2 separate regions of the Sus scrofa genome follow, and region 2 is linked to region 1. A link is a contact called in public Hi-C data. All regions are on one chromosome and are shown on one strand. Each heading gives the region's core, a stretch centred on a gene start, on an enhancer-like site or on the middle of the called end of the contact. The rest is flanking DNA. Distances are from core to core; before and after follow the strand shown.

Region 1 (6,156 bases), core at 1,874-4,373:
CTTGGTAACCCTAAGCTTGACTATGACTTAAGTTTAATAGTATAGGACATCTCCATTAGTCATTAGGCTTATCCAAATCCATTAACATTTCTGAGAAACTGTATAAACAGAATTGTTACAGCCAGATACATCAGATAGGAGCGAAAGACAGTTATTTGCTCATCACTGTCAAGTCTGCTGAACTATGTTATCATCATTGTATCGGCTTAAAAAAGAAAAATCACATAAAACAGAAACCTAACTTAAGGCTACAATACCTTTTAAGGCATGTTCCAATCAATGCCTTGTAGCCAAGGCCTCTTCACACCTGCAGAATTTAATGAAACTTAATGAAATTTAATAAGGTAGAAATACAATTTTTAAAAAACTTCTGAACACTGTTTCAGTTTTTAAAAATCTTCATTATTTTTCAGAGAGATTCCCATCTGTTTAATTTTATAAATCATCACTAACAGCATTTTGCTTACTAACTAGTACAATTGATAAAAATACATACATACCTTTATACAAAAGGTCCTCAAAATCTGCACCTGAAAAAAATTATTTCTTCAGACACATTTCAAAATAGCTTCAATACTCCAACTGTCCAACACCAGAAAACACCATCACAATTACTAAGACTAGCACATTATAAAAACAAAAACCCCAAGTGCCAAGAGCCAAAGAACTGTTTTCATGTCTTACCCCAAACAAGCCATCCACAGATAATACCGGGTACCTATAAAGGAAATGACACTTTCACTAAAAGGTCAATCATACATTAAATTCTCATTTATTTTTGTCACAGGGTCCTTCAGTGTTAGATTTGTCTACATGCTCATTTCAGGTCAGACATTTGCTCAACATCATTACAAAAACCCTGCTAAAGCATGCTCAACATACGTTTGCAAATCAAACATACAAAATTAGCTTAGGCATTCTACCTTGTCAGCATTACCCTAAGTTTTGAGCCTACTAAATTTTGCTTTAAACATTAATGCTTACCCACTAAAAAGGCTGGTCCAGACATGTCAGACAAGTTCACCTAAAGAAATAAAGAGTGGTTTTACAGTAGTCAAAGATGAATTATTCCCCAGAAACCTAAAAAATGCCTGAAATCAGATAGAGCTAATATAAGACCTTCATGTTCAGTCAGTATACGCTTATCATCACACAGGCTGCTCTTCCAAAGCAATACACCTTACGGTAACAAGACAAGGATTTGGCCTTAATGCATTCAGCACTGTCCAAGCACTTCATGGTAGGATTGCTTCACGTGTATTAAAAGGCAGTCCTAAAAACCCATCAGAGGCATTCTGTCATCTTTGCCCAGTCACCAATGTTTAGTTCAATTACAATTTTACTTACCTCTTCACCTTTCAGCTAACTCTGCCTAGCACCTACAAAAATAGAAGTCAGATTAGAAGTGGTACTTTGCTTATGCTATTAGCCAAAGTTTTCCCAACCCAGATACTCAGTCATATGTTAACTCTTTCATGATTCAATCTGTTGAACTATGCAACCATCACAGTATCTGTTTCTTCAGATCCCCGCAAGTTAAGTATAAAACTAAGGTGCAGAATTTCAGGTTTGAAAAGGGGAGCAAAACGCTAATTTAACCATCAACATTGATTTGGTGATTTGTCAACCCCTAAAAATACAAAGAATTGGACAGCACTGGGTATATAGACTTTAAAAAGGTTTCTCACCTTTTTGCCCACAAATACAGTGTTAAGCTTGCGCTTTACAACCTGGGAAGAAACAGTTTCATGTAAGCTTAGGAGCAATTTCTATGTCCTCTAAACCACTGTTTTGTGTGCCTCAGTTAGAATAATGGTGGTAAGGATTCTCGTCATCCTCACTGTCAAGAGTAGCAAATAAAATGTCATCATTATGGCACAAAGGAATTGTCAACCTAACACCCCTGGTGGAGGGAATTTCTATAACTCACCCCAGCAGCGATTCTCATATCCTGGGCGCTTAGCTAGAAAACAAAGGAAATCTAATGAAACATACTGCGTTGCTAAGCTAACCATTAATATCTTAAGAATTTAAGCCTCAGAATTGAATTTTTCAGAAATTCCTTCTGCCCACTACTCTTTAACCATCATAGGCTTAACAAAAAAATCACCTAAGCAGATCCCATTCTTCTCCATTTAGCTGTTTCTTACCTGCCCATCAGAAGCCATCAAAAGCCACATTGCATTCATCCCTAGCACCATTCCTAGAAAAGATTAGGGATTTTCAAAATTAGATTTTTTTCTTTTGTATTTTCTTTTTTGCCACACATGCAGTATAGTGTCTGGGCATTCCTGGTCCGGGGATCGAACCTACGCGGCACAGCAGCAGCCAGAACCACAGCGCAGAGAATGCAGGAGCCTCAACCTGCTAGGCCATCAAAGAACTCCCAAAATTCGTTTTTTCCCCACATCTAATCATTGTCGTCTCCCCATCATGTTTGCAGGTCTTTTACTACACCACTCAAAATTTCACAGGAGCATTCTGAGGGCACTAAAATGCTGCAATGGGGAATGCAGCCATTTAGAGGCTCACGTGGCCTTACTGAGAGACGGGAAGAGGCAAGAGCAGAAGGCATTAACAGAAACCCGCTCGGCAACTCGGCAAGCACCGCCATCAGAGCCGTTGGCATTCATCAAGTCTCAGATGTCCCTACCAACACAGGCTTCATCAGAGGCAGGGCCCCGAGCCGAGGTTTTTCCGCAGTGCGACCCAACAAATCGAATACAAATCAGGCCACGCCGGCCACCCAAGGCGCACTGCTCCACCATTCTTATCTTCTGAGCCCTGCGAAGGCCTGCGACTGGCCTAAAAGGGACTGGCGATTTTAACTGCCAAAAACTGGAGGCCTCAGACCAAGAATTTACTTAAACAAAGAAAACACACTCACCAAGAGCCAACCCGCAGCCTCGAAAGACTGAGATGGCGCCCAGGCGCCAGTATATAAGGACTCTTTTCCGTGACGTCACGACGCATTCTCTCCGCCAGCATCCCTCTCCAGTCTTCCCCCTCCCTCAGTCTCCTCCTCCAACCGTAGCTCCTTTCCGTCCGCTAAGCTCCCCCCTGGCCCCACCTCTTGACCAGCTCCTGCTCGCCGTTGTGGGCGTGGACAGGCCGGCCACGTGACACAGAGCGCCCGCCCTCCTACCGACTGAGGAGGAAAAGAAGAGAGGGGAGGGGGCGCGAGGGACGGAAAGCGCTGGGGGAGGGGGGAGAGGGGCGGTGTAAGGGTGAGTGATTTCCTTCCGGCACGTAGCCCGCTCTGGGGGAGGGGGTGGGGGGTTTCACTTCCGGGACGGTGTTCCGGCCCATTCCGGCCCATTTCCACCCCCGGAGGTAGGTGCTGCTCCTTAACTGGGCTCGGGCCTCGCAAGCGGGTCCTGCTGCCCTGCATTGGGGCCGGTTCGCCTGGTCTCCGCCACAGCGTACTCCTGGGGCGTTCAGCCACTTCCCTCCTACCCCGCCTCAAGGCACCGGGAGACCTTCCACCCTCTTGGCCCCGGGCCGGGCTGAGCTGCCGGACCCGCCCCCTCGGCGAGCCCCTCCCTCAGGACCCCGGGATGGGCGGCCCCCTCCCCCACGGCAGCCCGGACACACCCAGATACACACACCCACCTCTGGGCAGCTCCCCGCCCGCCTACGCCTACCGCCTGGATCGGGTCCCTGGGCGCCGCCCCCTTCCCGGTCCTTTACCCTCACCTGATTGCTCGCTCCCCTGCCCCACGCACGCCTTGCTCCCCTTTTCGCTTCTGGTCCTTGGTGGCATTTCTATCTTCTGCTCGTTTCCCCTTCCCCGTCTCCTAAAGGCGACGAAAGCCACTCAAGTACCAGAGTGGCCAACCCCATGCGGTTCCCTATTCTCCCTCTTTACAGCTGTCACCCCTCCAGTGCCGACGATAGAGAAAGACCTTACTTACTCCAGGGGCTTCCTCCTCACTGGGGAATTGCCGGAAAGAGCAAACAAAAAAGGCGCTGGTGTAGGCTCCAAAATAAACATCTGAATTCATGATGGCATCGACAGAGGCTCTTATTGGATTAAAAGTTTCAAAACAAACCAAAACGCTTTGGAAAAAGGTCAGATTGGCTAAAGTTGGTTCTCAGAAGCTGTGTATACACTTCCTATTTACTGATAAGTCTGTTGTAAATGCGGGGCAATACCGTGAGCTAGTCAGCATAAATTCCTGAAGTTTCAGGTCTTAGGTAACCATGTAATGTCTTCTAAATTTACGGATAAATGGAAACACGTTGAGCTCAAGTCAATGTCTTCTTTATGGGATTTATACAAACTACTCTCAACCAGTGAAGACTATTGGATGCGGTTACAGGCTTAATGGTTCAGCTATTTTAAAAAATCTTTTAATGTAAAAATACTGGCCATACATGATGAATGCTTTGTTACTTGTATTTTATTAACAGCTTTGGGGAACTAAATTTCAGAATCAGAGTGTCGTTACCACCCTGAAATCTCCAACTTTGAATTTAGATAGAGGCAGGTTTACCTACCCTTTCCTAATCCTAAATGTGACCTTCTTCAAGTTCTCTGCATCTTCTTTTCTTTTCTTTTTCTTTTTCTTTTTTTTTTTGGCTGCACCCGCTGGCATATGGAAGTTCTCAAGATGGGGAACAAACCCATGCTACCACAAAGACAACCCTGGATCTTAACATGCTGCACCACAGCAGGAACTTCCAAGTTCTCTGCATTTTGAGTCCTGACACAGCTTGGCATTTTTCCCAACCTAGAGTTTGCCTCCCAGTCCTAAACCCAAATCCTTTTTGTTGGGGCTCTGACTTTTCAGTTTAGAAATAATGGCTTACATTCATGTGGGATATTCATCACTTTTTAAAATAATAAACATAACCCATGTAGCATCTAGTAAAGTATTAAGAAAAGGGATGTCTCATCAGCCCATCTGTGAATAATTAACATTATTTAAAAAGCTGTCTTTCTTTCTACAAAGAAAAATTGTCACTGGATTTTATATTGTGTGCAAATACCTTATGATTAACACTTAAAAAATAAGAACTCACAACTGCTCCCCTCCCCTGTTGAACTTCAGTTTTGATGTTACATAGCTTGTTAAGAAGGAAAGTATGGACATAGTTTGAATTTTTAGAAGCCTAACAATCAATTTTTGGTTTAAACGGTATCTTGTTGCGAAACCTACACTGTTAAACCTGTTGGTACTTTTCCATATTTGAACATAAGGAAAGTATCTCTTTTTACTTAGAGATTTTGAAATTTAACCAAATAATATTTTAATAGGTTTGGATTAGAAAGCCTGAGTAGAGTGAAATTATAATTATTAACGAGGATATGGTTTCTTCTTTTAGCAGGGTTGAATGCCTGCCTATACCCTCAGACACGACCATGGAGAAAGGTGGGAACATACAACTGGAGATACCTGATTTCAGCAACTCAGTCCTAAGCCATCTAAACCAACTGCGCATGCAGGGACGTCTCTGTGACATCGTGGTCAATGTGCAAGGACAAGCTTTTAGGGCTCACAAAGTGGTACTGGCAGCCAGCTCCCCCTATTTCCGAGATCACATGTCCTTGAATGAGATGAGTACTGTCTCTATCTCAGTCATCAAGAACCCTACTGTTTTCGAGCAGCTCCTTTCTTTCTGTTACACGGGGCGAATATGCCTGCAACTGGCAGATATCATCAGCTACCTGACAGCTGCCAGTTTTCTGCAAATGCAGCATATTATAGACAAATGTACACAGATCCTGGAGGGCATTCATTTCAAAATTAATGTGGCTGAGGTTGAAGCTGAATTAAGTCAAACGAGGACAAAGCATCCAGAGGGACCTCCAGAGTCTCACAGAGTTACACCAAATCTGAACCGCTCTCTTAGCCCCCGACATAATACTCCAAAGGGAAACCGGCGAGGTCAGGTTAGCACGGTGCTGGATATCAGGGAGCTCAGTCCTCCTGAGGAGTCCACCAGCCCTCAGATAATTGAGCAGAGTTCTGACGTCGAGAGCAGGGAGCCCATCCTGAGGATCAACCGAGCAGGACAGTGGTATGTGGAGACGGGAGTAGCCGACAGAGGGGCCCGGAGTGATGATGAAGTTAGAGTCCTTGGAGCAGTACACATCAAAACTGAAAATCTAGAAGAGTGGCTTGGGCCTGAGAATCAGCCTTCCGGAGAAGA
Region 2 (6,239 bases), core at 2,264-4,763, 140 kb before region 1:
ATAGCCATTCCAAAACATGTGAGGTGATATCTCATTATGGTTTTGATTTGCATTTCTCTGATGATTATTGATGCTGAACAGCTTTTCATGTGCCTATTGGCTATCTATATGTCTTCTTTGGAAAAATACCTGTCAGATTGCTCAGTTTTTGATTACTTTTTGTTTGTTTTTTGCTATTAAGATGTTTAAGTTCTTTATGTATTTTGGATATTAACCCCTTATCAGATATATGTGTTGCAAATATTCAGTAGGAGAATGACTCAAAACTTTCCTCAACTCAAAACTCACTGCTTTCCTTCTCATCTTGTTGATATTTCTCTTTTCTGTGCAGTTTCCTACAATTCATAGCGATAATTTTTAAAACTTTTCCGGTGAGGGGGAGTGGCAATGGATTGATTTTGTTTTCAATCTATATTTTATCACTTTTTTGTTTAAAGTTAACTAGCTGCAGGATCTTAAGTCAGTCATTTAATATACATATGCCTCATCATCCTCATCTGTAGAGTGGGAATAATTTCTCTCTCCTGGTGTTTTTATTTTTAAGATTAGAGTATGTCAGTAAAGACATCTGGTTACTTTTATAGAATTTGTGGTGATTATTATCCAATACTTCCTAAGGCACCATGGATATTGTAATGTTTTTTTTCCATTTTACAGAGTTTATATAAACACAATTTGGGTCAGTTGCTTACATAAGATATCCAAGTTTATGGATCCAATTTAAATTAAATCTACTTAAAATCACATCATACATGCACTCATCCTGATCTTTTTCCTTCCATCAACTCAAAACTCACTGCTTTCTAGCTTAGTCTTGTTACTTTGCACAACTCAAAACTCACTGCTTTCTAGCTTAGTCTTGTTACTTTGCACCTGAAATTTACCTTAAATTCTCAGATGAGAAAGTAAGAACTGAGGGCATCTTAGTGCCTCCATCTTGTTTCTTTACAAGTCATTCTGGGACTAATGATTAGCCATGGAAGGCAGCTATTTTCGATGATAACCCTTAATTAATTGTATGATTGAATTCTACCAAGGAAAAATTTCTTTCTTTTCTTTTTTTTTTTTTTTTTTTTTTTTTTTTTTTTTTTTTTTTTTTTAAGGCTGCACTGGTGGCATATGGAGGTTCTCAGGCTAGGAGTCGAATCAGAGATACAGCCGCTGGCCTACACCACAGCCACAGCAATGCCAGATCCTTAACCCACTGAGCAAGGCCAGGGATCGAACCCTCAACCTCATGGTTCCTAGTTGGAATCATTTCCACTGCACCACAACGGGAACTCCAAAAAATTTCTTTATTGAAGTACCCAATTAAAAAAAAATAAAATCAGCCTTCATTTACCATCAGCCATACCAAGAATGTTTCTGGAAATAATGATCTGTATTCTTTCTCACATGTGACAGTTAACTATATTCCTATAGTTAATATGGAACATCCACATTTTCCTCTTCTAATTTTCAAGGTTTTGAATTTGGGATCAACTATCAAAACTAAATTGAACTGAAATATCTCCGTTTATACAGAGCCTTCCCATAGAATTTAAAATAAAATCTGAATTTTGTACAATAGCCAACAAGACAATATATAACCTTGCTCTTGCCTATCTCTCTTATATCTCATATTATTTCTAGTCATACTGGCCTTCTTAATGTTCCTTGAACAGGACAAGCTTATTTATGTCTCTGGTCCCTTCCCTGTGCTAGCCACTATACTTGAAACACTCTTCTCTCAGCTTTCCATCTGGATTGCTCTCCCTCACCCTTCAGATCTCAACCCATCTTTTCAGAGAGCACTTTCCTGATCACGCTTTTTACAGTAGCCTCTTCTTTCCCCAACTAGTCACTCTCTATAACATTACCTTCTTAGATAGCATTTGCCACTGACTGAAGTTATTTTGCTTATTTTTGTACCTTTTATTGTCTATATCCTTTTACATGATTTAGAATACTTCTGGAGTTCCTGGCCTTGCTAAGTGGGTTAAGGACCCATGTTGCACCAAGCTGCAGCACAGGTCGCAGATGTGGCTCAGATTCCACATTGTTGTAGCTGTGGTGTAGACCAGCAGCCGCAGCTCTGATTCAACCCCTAGCCTGGGAACTTTCGTATGCTGTGGGTGTGGCCCTAAAATGGAAAAAAAAAAATGTTGACAGTCAACCTTCATAACTACATAAATGATCACTAGCACTTCAGGGTGGTGTCCATCTCATTCACAACTGTATTTCCAAGGTCTAGCATGGTACTTGGTATACAGTAAGTGTTGAGTCCATTTAAAGGAGAGGAGGAAAAACTGACATTTGTTGAGTGCCTACGAAGTGCCAGATATACAACATGATATTTCTTCCTTTTTTTTTTTTTCTTTCTTTTTAGGGTCACACCTGCAGCATATGGAGGTTCCCAGGCTAGGGATTGAATCTGAGCTGTAATCACAGGCCTACACCACAACCACAGCAACCCTGGATTCGAGCCATATCTGCAACCTATACCACAAATCATGGCAACACCGGATCCTTAACCCACTAAGCGACGCCAGTAATTGAACCCGCAACCTCATAGTTCCTAGTCAGATTTGTTTCCACTGTGCCACAACAGGAACTCCCGGATATACAACATGATCTTAAAGCTAGTCAGTCACAGGCCTGGGATTTGAAACTATGAATACCTGGATCTAAATACCATGCATTTCCCACTACAAGCTAATTAACAAAAGGTATACTTTCCCGTTCAGAAACAACTAGACAATCCTATGTAGATCCCATGAAAATCTGGTTAAGTTCATGCTTAGCCTATATAGTCAACAAGAAACCAACAACAGTCTTTCACTGATATTACTGATAATTGCATCCCCCACACTGTCACCTGTTTGTTTCCTAAACATAGAGTGAAAATTTTGTGACTGTGTGCTGTAGGAAAATGGGCCAAATGACAAATTGAAAAATATATTTTTTCCTACCTAATGCTAAAGTGGGTACACAGAAGTGTTTTGTTAAATGTCTGTTGGTGAATGCTAAGTGAAAGGGCAAGCTAACATAGCCATCCTGAATAAAACCCTGGTGTTTTGAAACCTAAACAGTGGAAAATCTAGGAGGTTGCCTCTGTTTATGATTTGTCTGTGGATCCTCAGCAGCTTGCACATAGTAGGGACCTAATTTGTGTAAACCCCATACATGCATGTGTCAATCATTCGGTCCACAATTAGAGGAAAGATTGTGCTAATAGGAGACCACCAGCTACAAATAAATCAAAATTCCTGGCTTTCCATGACTCCTATCATCTTTCTATTGGCTTCTGCTGGGGAAAACGAAGAGAGGAGGAGACTTCAGTATTCGGATACTGCCAGTTCAGTGATGAACTCGCACAGTGGTCACTCTCGGGGTGCAAGGAACTGGATAACTGCACATGCAGTCTTTGAGAGTACCCAAGCCCCCAGCAGGGCAAGGCTACTTCCTGATCTGCTCCGGAACCCTTTGTCGGAGTATGTGGGTTCCAGAGGGAAGTATTTAGGAACAGGACAACTTCCTGCTGGTGCAGTGGAGCGAGGGTGGGGAGGAAATCGCTCCGGGAGCCGCATCCTGCTTGCGCTAGCGTCTGCAGAGAAAAGGGTGGAGGTGCCGAAAGGAGGAAGCAGAAGAGGCTACGGAAGACAAGAAAGTGTTGGAGCCGGTAGGTTAGCCGCCTTAGAGCTGGGGCAGTGGGAAGCAAGTGGTTTGCAATATCTGCGGTTCTAAATTGCTGGGCTGCCCAGGTGGGTAGGGGCCGTGCTTTGCACGCTGCTTGTCAGTAGGCACCAAGAAGGGGCTGTTCGGGGCACTGGGGCTGGGCCTTGCGGGGCACCTGACTGCGCTCGAGCTGGCTGGCAACCCTACCCCGGAGCCCGTGGCGGCGCTGGGCTGTTCTGCCTTAGGGCGTGGGGTTCCGCACCCTGGACAGCTTCCCTAGACCGGGGGCGGAATTTAGGGGAAAGAAAGTGGATACGGTGCGTCCCGCTTAACCCTCAAGACTTTGCCAAGTGGGTGATGAACATTGTTTCGGGAACTGAGGGGAAGGGCTTGTAGAGGGACTGTTAGTCTGAAGCCATAGTTTGTCTACTCTGTTCTAGGAGCCCGGGCTATCGCAAGGGAAGTTGGTTTGTTTTTATGGCAAGTGCCTATTCCTGCTTCTTGTCACTTCTGGGCAAGCTAAGAGCTTTCATATCCCTCGTTAAGCCCGTGTGTTCTCTATCTGATTGATCGTATTTGTACTGCTGGGGGTATCTGGTAAATACTCTGTCAAAGTTAAATGTCTCCAAGCACTTTTTGAAGAGAGAAGACTAACCTAGCAGTCGGGGGACTATTTAGCGCACCTTTTCTCACCTTCCCATATAATCGTTTTAGCGTTCAGAGTGAGGGTGGTCATCTTAAAGGTGCTAGCTAAGGGTTGTGATTGTGCATCTGCAAAAGGCCTTTCGTATGGTAGGATATAAAATTCTTTATCACTGAACAAGATGAATGTGTAGAGATTGTTACTGGAGAAATCAGAAATAGTTTTTATTAAGTTACTGCTTTTCTGTTGTCTTAGGTTCGGCTTTAGAGTGTGGTGAAGGGTACTTTTCATGGTGCATGGAAGGAAAGCCAATGCGCAGGTAGGCATTTAGGAAGAAAATCTTCTGTTTCAATAAATGAAATTTACGTAATAATCTAGGGCTTCATTTAAATCTTTTTAAAAGATTGTCAAATCTTACCAAATTCTGTTTAGAATTAAAAATTCTTGTAAAATAAAGGTAATATTAGGAATTAATAGCTTTTTAAATAAAATAAAATGTAGAACTTAAATTTCTAAAGAGTGCTTTGAGCTTTATGTAGTTAACACTTCAATTTTCTTTTTTGCGTTGTAATTTTTTTGTGATAATATTATGCGTACTGTGATACTATACAGATTAGTTATAGTCTTCAATTCCCTGTAGAATACAGAGGGTTCTGTTGCCATATAAGAATAATGATTTTTTATAATACGCTGTACTGAATGTCTAATTATGGTTTTGGTTATGTCACTCATGTTCATTAATACATTTGTTCTTTGAATTAAAATAGCTGCATTGCAGGGAAGATTGTTAGAAGACTAAAAAAGGTATTTGACATAATAACTTAGTCCATAGAAAAATAGAACAGTGTGTGGGAAAATATAGACACTTATAGACCTTCTCAACCCTAGAATTTAGTAATGCTTTTTCTCAATCTGTTTTAACAAATAGGACTCAAATCGTTATTGAAATAAAGTCAGCCCAGTTCTATTTCTTCATTTTTAAACTCATTTCACTCTTATTGAACTGTATTTAATTATTTTTTGTTTAACATCAAAGATAAACAGCTCTGGCAGACCCTTTCAAGAAAAGAAGCATACCATGATGGGGATATGACTTAGAACTAAGGAACAAGAACCAGAATATGAATATTTTTCCAAATCTATTACTGAGTTTTTTTGATTGCCCTTGAGTTATTCATCTTCTCTGTGCCCCAATTTTCTTCTCTAATATATCTGACCAGGATATTGAGAGTAATGAATGTTTGCAAATGCTTTGAGATCTCCAAATGGAGAGTTATTGTAGATATAATAAATGCCATTATAGACCTTCTTATTTGTCTTATTCTATAGTAGGAATAATGTTTGAAAGTACATGAAGAAATTAACACATATATTAAGTGCTTTGTTATTTCAACTTCTAACATGATTTCAAAAAGCCACTGATTGTTTCTCATCCTCAGCTCCCAGGAATGTCATATCTTATGTAATTATTAAAATAAGAGCTTATTAATTTTAAAAAATTAATTTTTAATTTTTAAAATGTGGGAATGTTTTTGGTTTATCAATAATTTCCATATAAAATATTTGCTTAATCACTCATATCTACCCTTTTTTTCTTGTTTTATTATATAACATTGCCAGTTAATCAAAATGATGTTGGAGAATTTTGGCGCCATTAATTGTTAAGTTCCTGGTTTTTTTTTTCATCACCATCACTTGGGCAGAGCCTGGCCTACTATTGCTCTCTGGTTTCACTTCTACCTGCTACGTGTGTTAGGTCACAGTCACACTTCCCTGCTCTTTCCTTATTGGGCTGTCATTCTTGCTGCTGCAACATAAAAAGCATTTGGGTTTATACTTACCTGCTATTGGAGAAGCTTTGAATGAGAAATAACTATTTAGGAGTTCCTTGTTGGCCTATTGGTTAAGGATTTGGCATTGTCTCTGCTGTATCAAGGGT

Evidence for each region. A called contact is a pair of places that touch in the nucleus more often than the background predicts.
Region 2: a contact with region 1 is called in a Hi-C map of skeletal muscle, with 6 times the contacts expected there. The contact joins the promoter of KLHL20 here to the promoter of ZBTB37 in region 1. A contact is called at or near these places in 2 of 47 Hi-C or Micro-C datasets (heart right ventricle and skeletal muscle) and 2 of 2 datasets of contacts at active chromatin or transcription factors (alveolar macrophages and skeletal muscle).

Annotation. Positions count from the first base shown.
Region 1 is chr9:116,146,111-116,152,266 of Sscrofa11.1, forward strand. ZBTB37 (zinc finger and BTB domain-containing protein 37) reads left to right here and starts at 3,124. Exons shown (of 5, transcript XM_013989614.2): 1 at 3,124-3,227; 2 at 3,871-4,071; 3 at 5,329-6,156. The coding sequence starts at 5,366. LOC110255511 (a long non-coding RNA gene) reads right to left here and starts at 3,023. Exons shown (of 11, transcript XR_002335927.1): 1 at 2,888-3,023; 2 at 2,151-2,203; 3 at 1,689-1,963; 4 at 1,348-1,379; 5 at 985-1,024; 6 at 685-718; 7 at 501-530; 8 at 258-307.
Region 2 is chr9:116,002,049-116,008,287 of Sscrofa11.1, forward strand. It overlaps KLHL20 (kelch-like protein 20), which reads left to right and starts at 3,514. Exons shown (of 12, transcript XM_005656716.3): 1 at 3,514-3,661; 2 at 4,556-4,619. The coding sequence starts at 4,597.